Linked DNA regions of Gossypium hirsutum: region 1 is linked to region 2. Evidence: chromatin contacts called from public Hi-C data. All regions are on one chromosome and are shown on one strand. The core of a region is the stretch at or near the end of the contact, and the rest is flanking DNA. Distances in the headings are between cores, read along the strand shown.

Evidence for each region. A called contact is a pair of places that touch in the nucleus more often than the background predicts.
Region 1: a contact with region 2 is called in a Hi-C map of leaf, with 2.0 times the contacts expected there. The contact joins two enhancer-like sites. A contact is called at or near these places in 3 of 34 Hi-C or Micro-C datasets (hypocotyl and leaf).

What each region holds. Positions count from the first base shown.
Region 1 is chrD07:29,199,532-29,205,404 of Gossypium_hirsutum_v2.1, reverse strand. No RefSeq gene overlaps it. Among protein-coding and RNA genes, the nearest start is that of LOC107956742, 16 kb to the right of the region's middle. Within about 2 kb of position 4,619, at least 5 of the 9 cell types and tissues checked have an H3K27ac peak or open chromatin away from gene starts, as enhancers often do. A contact at or near this core is called in hypocotyl and leaf, where this site is marked.
Region 2 is chrD07:28,827,349-28,833,097 of Gossypium_hirsutum_v2.1, reverse strand. No RefSeq gene overlaps it. Among protein-coding and RNA genes, the nearest start is that of LOC121219042, 27 kb to the right of the region's middle. Within about 2 kb of position 2,712, at least 7 of the 9 cell types and tissues checked have an H3K27ac peak or open chromatin away from gene starts, as enhancers often do. A contact at or near this core is called in hypocotyl and leaf, where this site is marked.

The sequences.
Region 1 (5,873 bases), core at 3,370-5,869, 370 kb before region 2:
TGAATTTAGAATATAGATTTGTATTTAAAAATAATATATAATAAATAATACAATGCATGATTTAAAACTAATTAATAATTACAAATAAATACATCAAATAAAAATTACTAAATGAATACAATTATTTATCATGGTGTTGTCATCAATCCTAAGTTTGTGTCAAGTTAATTTTTGTACCATTTCAATAAACATTATTATTAATATATATACAATTGATGGAGGTAATCAAGTTTGTATAATAAAAAAAATGTATAAAATATTGAAATAAAATTTTGGTTGAGTGGTAATTTAAAATTTTGCTAATCCAAATAGCATGAGTTCAAATCATTAGAAACTTTATTAATGGATAACATCAACTCAATAAAAAATGATAAATAATATAGATGAATGGAAAAAATAATATAAAGGATGACTAGTTAATAATGATATTCATATGTTATAATTATATTTAAGGTATGATCGCTCAATTACATAAATTTAACATCAGTATGTTTATGTTATATATTTATGTTATCCCTATTATATCGCACTTTAATATTTTTATATTAATATAGAAAATCATTAAATCTCTAATATAAAATATTTGTTCAAACCTTCAAAAATAAAATATTTATTCAAGAATCAATACTAATTTTGTTAATGGAATAATATATATATATCGACCATTCTAACCACCAAATTATGCATGCAACTGTTTCACAATGGATATAAAATTTTGTTATTAATGTTTTTATTCTTAAGTTTCGGGTTCAATTTCTCTCATACTCACATTTATATTTTTTATTTCAAGTTTTTTTAATTAAAAATTTTAATATAGATATTATTTTTTCTTTAAGTCCCAAGTTCAATTCCTTTTATAAGCATTTTAATATGTATTTTTTTTTTCTGTTTAAAGCTTTTTTTAGCTAATGTTTATAATTAATAAATATATTGTTTTCAAGTTTTTTTAATTAATAACTCTTTTATTTATAAATCAAATAATAAATATGCAATTATTTAAAAAAAATCAACTAATTCTTTTGATATATTTTTCTTTATATATAATATTTATATGTCAAATATGTATTTTCTCCACCTATATTATGGGTATGGTGATTTCTAATATGTATTGAAAAATAAATATTACACATAAAAATTATATTTACTAAAAATAATGATATTTACAATAATTATTTGATTTTATAAATAAAAGAGTTATTAATTAAAAAGATAAATTTAAAATAAAAAACTTGAAACAATATATTTATTAATTATAAACATTAATTAAAAATAAAAAAGCTTGAAACAACATGAAATGAAAAATACATATTAAATGCTTATAAGATAAGCTGAACCCAGAACTCAAAAATAAAATCACAATTATTTAATCATTTAACCAAAAGGGCTAATATATTAAAAATATTAATTAAAAAAAAGCTTGAAACAACTTGAAATAAAAATGCAAATATGTAGGACTTGAACTTGAGACTCAATGACAAAAGTACTAACATTTAACCATTTAACCAAAAAAGCTAAGTCGCCAATTTTTAATGAAAACACCTCCTATATAGCACATTTTCTGCTGACATAGTTGAAAGTGCGTCCTACATAACACATTTTCACTTTTTCTCTCCAATAATGGTATAAATATAAAAAAAACCTAATTTTTTTGAATTTTATAAAAAAAGGGCATATACCCATAAATTAACCCCTTTTCCCATAATTACTTATCATTTTTCATCTATCTTAGTAGCATTTAACACTAATTTCAATTAATTAAATTAAAAGGTAAGGCTATTAATGTCTTGTTTAAAAAAATAGATCTTTTTACGTAGCTTTAATGACCATTATTGTTTTATTAGATTAAAAATATTTAAAATTTGAATTCTCTATTTTTCATAACAAAATTTAGTGTAAGTTTATATTTTCATTTATTTACACTCAATTAACATAGTTAATTATTATAGTCGATTGAGTCTTAATTCAATTGATATATATCTTGTTTCCAGAATAGAAAATGTGAATTTAAGTGGACATTTATTCTCTTATTTAAAGTTGAAAAAGATTATAAATAATTATAAATATTTTATAAAAAAATATTATACTCGATTAATTGCCGCATCACGCAAAAAAGAAAATAAATTATATAATTCAAGAAATAATACACAAATATCATTACCGGGTCTATGTTGTTGCATGGAAATGAATGACTACGTGTTTGTCTGAGCATGAACAAGATTCATGCACATTGCCACGTAAATGAACAGCCTACCTGCATTTCCATGCTTTTTTAATCCTCTAAAAACTGGTAAATAACTAAATAAAACAGACACATTATCAATTTATTAATGGTTAATACTACAAGAAGAAATGTTTTAAGTGCGAAGAGGGTTAAACTCCCGATAAATATATATACACATATTAATGTGTTTCTGGTTGCAGTACAAACACATATATTATGTGGAAGGTATTATGGAGGGGCGGTGATGGTTTAGAGAGAGTAAGGCAAGGGATGATCCTTGCTCAAGACTCATCATAGCCGTCCTAATATTAATTAATTTTAATTACCATTTTAATTTCCTTGTTCGAGGCCATGTGAATGTGGTGGATTCCCCCAAGGAGAAATTCAGTTGGTCACGTTACAACCTAATGTAAAACATGTGTTCAAGTCAACCTTTTTGTTCATTTAATAAACGAGTCGAAAAATTTGTTTATATATATATAGTGAATTATAATAACAGTGCAAAGTTCAAATAATAAATACAATTAGTGCAATTCGAACCCAGACCACATTTAGAATAATAAATACTCTTAATTATCAGGTCATCACATGGGGTTTTTATTTATATATTTTTATTTAACTTAGTAATGAACATAAATACACAAAAACCTAACTAATCATAAATCATTGATTGAATACTCTGTTAATTTACAGTTATAGTTTTTGCTCCCCTCCATTTTGTTTTTGCCTTTAATCCCAAAATTGTGTTGTCGGCCTTTATCTCCATTCATTTCGAAATTTTATATAATATTGCACATATGTCAATTTTTACAAAAAAATAAAAAAATATATATTATAAAATTTAAAATTATAAGAAAATATTAGTTATTAGGTCATTTTCTATAAATTTAAGAAACAAAAATGGGGTGGAGCTGAACTTAAACCCGACACTGCTGCGAAATTTGATTTTCTTTAAAAAGTGGTCAGAGAATTTGAAGGGATTGAGTCCTAAATGCAATTTTTTAAATATCTTTTATTAAAAAATAACGGTATAAACTAATTGAGTTTTTTGTTTTGCTAAGATCTAATCTTTGATAATTTTAAATGTAAAAAGAAAATCTCTTTGACTCTAATCACTGGTTTACTCAAGGGAATCAACCAAACCGGGTTCAACTTAATCTTAACCGTAAAAACTGTAACTAATAAAATAAATGTGGGAATCAAATCTTAGCATAAGATGAGCAAAGTTTGTAGGGGAAACCAGAACGTGAATTAATGTGAAGCATACCCCATTACAAAATTGAACACATGAGATAACATGGACAAAAGCCTCTGAAATTACAGCTATATGGAATATTGGGAGACTTGCATTAATTTCTTCCTCATCATAATATCTAAATTCAAAAACAAGTATCCAACATAAATATATATGTTCAACGCCAACCCCCGCAAAATAATTGAAAATGTGAACCCTAAAAAGAAAGAGACATCATATAAACATCTTTTTTAAGACTGTCCACTTGATTTAAAGCCAATGAAATCATTTTCCCTTTTTCTTTTTCTTGTCTATATTTCATACTTAATATATACTCATCTAACTTACATCAAATCGAATATTAAAATGTGATTTATTAATCGAGTATTTATATTTTTAAAGATATTTTGATTTTAAATTATAATTGTTAAAAAAAACCCACTCAAATTGTGTATTATACAAATCTTTGCACTGCATTTCCCTCTATCACAACATTTGTTCAAGGGGACTTATGGCAAAATTTTATAATAATCCCTTTGTCTTCAAGAAGACTCTGAACATAAAATATCGTATTAAAACTTCTTATAGTTTCTTGATAAAAAAAAGGGTTGTTTTTTAGTGTAATCTAAAATTTATAAATTTATAAGTTAACACATGGTAAAATTTTAATGTGACTTCTAAAATTAATAAAATTTTGATTTAATCCTTTTAAAAATTATATAAATATAAAATATTATAATGATGAAATTACATTTTAATTATTATAAAAAAAACTACTTGAAACTAACACTTCAATTTAAACCACCTTCCATCTTTACCTCCATCACTCTTTTGTCGACACCATCACTTTCTTAATCAAGACAAAAGAGTGACTTGAAATGTTTGATTTCATTGGAAACGAGAAAAATCTATCTGAAGGTTTTTTTTTTTTAATTAATTCATCAAACACATCCAACAATGGAAACGGTAGACTTTCAACTAATGGATATGTGAGTCCCACCCACTGACCATATATTGGATCATAAGTCAGAAATCGGACCTTATGAATAAAAACGAAGAAGGCCCACCAAACAAATTTGAATTTTCCATGCACCAACACGTAATGCAAGGCATGACGCATAGAAGGGGAATACCATGTACAGGGTGCGTGCTCCATGTGAGAACCAATACCATGGACCAGCAGCGGTCCTTAGACCTTAAATTACCCTAATTCTGGTCCCAAACCTATCTCCTTAGCCTAGGGAAGAAGACTTTTCACTCGTCACCACCTCAAGGCCACATGGATTGCTTGCCAGGCCCAATATTTCTGCAACCCAAAGATAATTGTTTTTTTTTCTAACTTTTAATGGAACTTTAGAAAATTAAAATTAAAATTAAAATTTTAAAATATAAATATTTATATAAATATATTGTATATATAATTATTCAATTTTAAGTAATAATATATAGAATAATATTTGATACATTTTTAAAAGAGTTTTTAGACTCCACAAACAGGATTAGAGATTGGTAAATGTACTATAGGGTATAGTATAATATTAAAAAATAAATCTTTAAAAGAAAACACATATGATAAAACTTTTAAGATTACTTGTAGAATAAAAAAAAATACTAACCCATAATATATTTATATACATATACAAATTTCCAGAGTTACCTTATTAAAAATTTCTAAAATTTGCAACACAAGATAACGCAAAAATAGTACAAACATTTATTTATTTTTTCTCTCTAAATGAAATTACTATAACAACTAGTTATTAAATATGAAATGAATACACAAGATATGAACACATTATTATTATTTTTATATTGAATCACTCTAACAAACTATATAATTATCATATAATATGAATATATGAATATGTCAAAACTGGTATGAAATAAGCTAACTTAACATAAGAAATTTATTTGTAAATTTACCTATTTAAGTTACACGAATAATAGTATGAACATAAAAATGTTGCAAAAATTTTCATGAGCACAACATAAAGATAAAATGTGTTAGAATCAACACAAAATAAATTGTAAATGTGAAAAAATTATAATAATTTTATATATAAAAATAATGCAAACGCAAAACCTAATTTTTTTATATATATATCCTTATAATAACTTAAACATGAGAAAATAATAAACACAAATTTTATCTTTTTTCAAAAGTTATAGAAACAAAATTCTCTTCTTCTTTTCTTTTGAATTAAGAAATAAATTCTTTTCTATTAGCTATTAAGGAATAACATTTTAAGTTTTTTGTTGTATAGATTTTTCATAAATGAGGCGACTTCATAAATGTTATTTTCATATGCTATTCAAGTCTATTATGGCTTCTTTTTCCACTTTGTTGTTGCTTATTCTCTCTTTTGATAATGATAGTTGATTGTTTCTTTCTTTCTTTCTGTCTTTTCTTTATTGTTT
Region 2 (5,749 bases), core at 1,463-3,962:
AAATGTTTCTCATTTCTCTTTTTCTATTCATTCCGTTCATTTCTATTCAAACACGCAATTCATTTTTGGTTTCAACAAGCTAGCGAAGGGACTAATTGGACATATGTGGTTGAGGCTCAAATGATTTATAATCAAGTTCTAGCTTTTCACATTTTAATCAAAAACTCATTTAGTCTCAAATTCATTCTACTATAGTATTGTGATTGATATTTCCCCAATGACATACCATTACGAAAGCAACTACTTAATGCTCGTCCAATGACCTTGTCATTAGTGTGTTACCCTCATAGGATATCATTGATCTCTTTGAGATAATATTCGTTCTCCCAATATGATATTATTTTATCTCATGGTAACCATTACATCTTCCTTCATGAAAAGTCAAACACTCTCAAATAGTGATCAAGTCATCCATCACAAAGACAGACGACCCATGGTCATATTTACTTTTCATCAACCATGTATTTCCAATGAAAGGGTATCATTTACCCATGTTTTGGGCTATGAATTCCACTGTTGTGAATGACGCTATGTACTATAAAAGTTGTACACCCAACGCACCAGCTTTCGGTTCCTTATCTATTTGAACTTAGGCTTTTACTTATATCAAAGTGTACGAGTCACGCATACATAGTCCACCATCCGCTCAGGATTTAGGTATGTCACACTATGAACAGCACAAGTGAATAAATTCATAATCAAATTCAAGATCTATTCTTCTTGGATCATGTCTGATGTACTATCAGTTTAGTCAGTCACATTTATGTCTCTATCTTCTGGGGGTCATCCGCTCCGATGCCCAAGACATGGCATCTCCTCAATTGGACTTGATAGATGACATATTAGTCTTTCAATCGGTTTGCTCATTTTTTATTAGACTAAGGACATGTTTAGGTTCATCTACTAATACAAGTTGTCTTTCTATATTACGATCCGACCACATAATACCGCTTAGTATTAGTTAAACATTAGACAACCAGTGAGCAACATTTTCTTCCATTTTGCTTTGCGTGCAAAAACCATGTGAGGACAATATAAAAAGTATTAATGTAATTATGAATAATTTTATTAACCAATCTGTTTAAAAAAATTACAAGTGTACTTAGACGAAAATACTACACTTAGGGCACCAGATCCAAAAACAGGGCTAATTGAACCGATTTTCAAGTATCGAGAACTCACCAAATAGGCCTGAATTGTTGTGTCGAATCACAACAGATTGAAATTGTTGAAACCAGGCTAGGAAGAGCAATTTCCAAGCCTTAAGAACTCATCAAACAAGCCTAACATTGTCGTTCGCGAAAATGTACAGTGTACACAATCGTTAACAAGTAATAAAATGATAAGTATCGAGTATTGTCTCCATCAAGAGTATATAGGCAAATACCATGAAATAATACTTAAGCAAATTTCTGAGAAGATTAATTTCAAGAGGAGTGAGCTACTACCTAAACTAGAATTAACTAAGCAACAAATTAAATTAAAGATGTGAAAACAAGGTAAAAGTAAGACTTTAAACAGTTTAGTTAATATGACCTAAATTTGTTAGAGTAATCTTATTCTTTAACTTAAAATTGTTAAAGCAATGCTAATGATGTTATGGATAATTCCATGGCAGCTCGGTTATTCATTAGCCTATGTAGTCATACTTATTGAACTTATTAAACCTTTCTAGCATATGTCTATGTTAAATCAATTTAATAAATTTCATAAGCAAGCATTAGATATAGTGAAGTAACAGTATAGTACTATACCAAAACAATTTTAATCACATCAATCTTTTACATGGCAATAATATTGGTCAATACTATCACTCATTTAATATAATTCTCCATAAAATATTAAACATGTACCATTCAGATATTGGGTCCATTAATTATAATTTCATTCCGATTAAATAATTAATTCAATTTCATCCTCTCAATTATAATGCAAGAATAACATAAACATGTTTTTATCTGAATGAATTATTAATCGAGGCCTATAATATCAAAAACATAATTTTAATAATTTAGGTGGATAGAATGCAATCAATCTAACATAAACACAATTTAAGTCATTTTAATTAAATTTGGAGCATCGAAATAACTAGCAATCATGTTCATAAATTCAAAATAAATCAAAAGGAATAAAGAGAAAGAAATTAGAAGACAAATTTGATGTTTCTTCGAAGTCTGACTACTGCGCGTCCCTTCCTTCCTTTTCCTTTGTTCTGCCAACCAAAAGTCCTTCAAGATGCTGAATGTTGCTGCTCCAAGAAATCTTGAAATGCTTTCTAAAACTCTCGTGGCTTTTCTCTCAAATGAGAAGAGAAAAGATGGGCAGATGAAGAGGAAATTGGGAGAGATAGGTGAGTGAATGAATGATGATTTGAGTGACCGGCAAGGGGCCTATCTATACATGAGGGGAGTGACTATTTTTAGAAAATTGAATCCTTGAAAATATCTCCCCCATGGCCGACCCTTGCTTTAAGGAAAGAGTGTTGATGACTTTGTTTTTTTTAGCTTGGTGCATAAGAGATAATGTTTGAAAGGAGGAGGGGGTTGAACGACATTCTGAGAAAGTTTTTGAATGTTTTCTAAAAAATTTAAATCAGCTTTGGATGGCTCATTTGGGCTCTTTGATGGACGACTGGGCCACTCTCCCTTAGTGGGCAATTTCAAGCTCTTTCCTCATTAGCAGACTGTCCAATTTTCTGCCTAATTTTTGAGCTGGGTCAAGCATGTCCATGACCCATTATTCCCTTAATTGGGGCGTTCTAGGCTGATTATTAATCAACCCTCCTCTGCATGGCTTGTGCTACAAGGATGCTACATCATTTTGAGCCTCGAAAAGTGACTTCCAAAACTGCCTTTTCTTTAGATGCACCAAACTTTTCCAAATTGACAAAATTGTGTAAGTTTAGCATATAAATAATGAAAAATAAAGATTTGTCTTTAATTTTGTCCACATTCAAAATTTTGTAATAAAATTACAAGAATATGCTAAAAAGCACTCGAAATTTGCAAGAATTATTAGTTAAAAAGTGCTAAAAAATTTGTATATTTTAAACTTATCACATTGCAGTGTCAAATCAAAGCCTTTTTACTCGAGTTCTCACACCCTAAACCCTATAAAAAAACCCAAAATATTTACATTATATCACGATTTTTAAAAAAAAGTAAAAATTTGTTAGTTTTTTAATTCTCAAGGCTCAACCTTTCTCATCCTCACCTATTTAGAAACAAAGTTTTTTTTTCTTTTAATCTAAATTGTTAAATTAGAATAAAGTTTAATTTAAGAATAATGCAAATATTATTCTATTTTGTTAGATTCTATTAAATTTTAAATTCTGTATTTAATTTTTAACATTGAAATATAAATATTTATATCTAAACATTTTAAATATATTCATTATTGCAGATTATAAAAACGGCATCATCATCATCATGTTCTCAGACTGTTTTGAACCACACTTTTTTTTATATATTGTTAAAATAGTAAAATATTTTTTTAACATCATAAATTTGTTGATAATAATAACTTAGATGAGCGTTAATAATTAATTTTATATAAGCAAACTTTTCGCATGCCTATGACCGTGTTTTTAAAACAAGAAGGCATGACCTAGATGTAGCTGAATTTTTTAGGATCGAGAGTTATAATTTGAACCGGGAATTGATATCTGATTTGGTGGAATGGTGGAGACTTGAGACGCATACCTTCCACTAGTGATGCGAGGAGTGTACAACTACACTAGAACGTGTTACACTCCAATTGGGGCTTCTCTAGATGGCTTTGCAGTCACCAATGTAAGCAATGTCAAGACTGCTGAAACCTACGGAGAGCTGCTTGGCAAGATACCGGAGAAAGGAAATTTGGAGGGAAACGAAGTGAAGATGACATGGTTGAGGAAAAATTTTGAAATTGTTCCAAAAGAGGCTACAACGAATGATCTTATGTGTCATGCAAGAGCGTAAATCTTACATCTGTTAGGAAATGTGCTGATGCCTGGGAAATCCGACAATATGGTACACTTGATGTATTTCTAGTTGCTTCAGGATTTCTATCTAGCTGCGCATTATATATGGGGGGCTGCTGACTTAGCATTCTTGTACATGAAAATGTGTCAAGCGACGAATCACAAGTCGCAAGATATTGGAGGATGCCTACTTTTTCTTTAATCGTGGGCTTGGTACAAAATGCCTTTTTTAGCCTCAGTAGTTCGATTGAATTTGTTCATTTTGGTTAATAGGTAAACCAAAAATTCTTTTATATTGTATTGTAATGCCCAAATTAATATTTTCTTGCCATTAATCATGTTAAATTATTTTCAACAGACGGGGGAAACCTAACAAGGGTTCAGTATAGGGGATGAGCTTACCCATTTTTAGACAGTTGATAAATTCTTCTATTGGAGTCGGGTTAACCACAGAACCTCTATATTATTGTATATTATACTTGTATTTTAATACTTTTAGGACTTTGGTTTATGAAAAAGAGATTGAAATGCAAGTTGACATTTTTTTTAATTTTTTTTACAGTTTAGATAGATGTCGTACACTGACCCAAATACCAGAATACCTATATTATTTGTCAAGCGTATGGCGCATTAACTCAAAAATACCAGAATACCAGAATACCTATATTATTTGTCAATTCGAAATGTTGCGGGGGTTTTCTACTTGAACTGGTTGAGCCAAGCAAGATTGACGACTATCAGGCAGTAAGAATGATATGCAGGTGTTCGATAATATGTTTGAGTTAAGCACAACATAGCTTACTCGCAAGGTGCTTGTGCTGGTTTAGTATTTCTGTTAATACTTGATACTGGCTTATGAATTAAGTTTGTTATTACTGGTACAGCTGTAATTTGTTTGTTATTTTTGTTAACAAATTATCTAGAACACCTGAACTGCTATAAGTAGCCTAGGTGCTACTCTTCATTCTTATGCTTAAAATGATGAATAAAAAATAGAGTGTTACACTCAAGATCTCTCTCGCTTGTTTCTCATTTTTCCTTCTTCTTATTATTCTTTATCTGTTATTTTTCTAATTCATAAATGTCATGATTTCTTCATCTTTTATGATTTGCTTTCAGAATACATCACTGTTGTTATTTTTTTCATAATGTACGCAGCTTTTCAACATGGTATCAGATCTACGGAATTGATGATAATTAGCTGTGGTTTGCATCTGCCGTGTGTTTGATTAAATGTCTCTGTAAGCAGAATCTCTTGTTCTTCAGCTATTCTTTGTTCTTGAGTGATCTTTGGCTGCGATGTCTGTCAATAATTCTGAACAAAATGAATCGATGAATAATGAAACTATGAATCCTACTTTTGAAGTTAGATCTGATGTTAGTAAATCATTTACTGCCATTTTGACCAAGAAAATATCTCTGTTGATTGATGAAAGCAATTTTCTGTCATGGAAACAGCATGTTTACCTAACCTTGAAAACGCATAGGCTACAAAGTTATGTAGAGGTAACTATAGCTATTCCTCCTAGGGTGATTAGTACTGATTCAAGGGTACAAATAGAAAATCTTGCTTTTGTTTCTTATGAGCAACAAGATTCTGCTCTTGCGTCATGGTTGATGTCCTCAGTCAGTCCTTCTCTGCATACGCATCTGGTTGGCCTGCACTCTGCTTTTGAAATATGGAATAAGCTGAATCAAATATTTGCTCTTCACTCACAAACTAAGAGAATGCAGTATAGATGCATGTTGCATAATGTTAAGAAGCAAGATAAGACAATGAAAGAATAT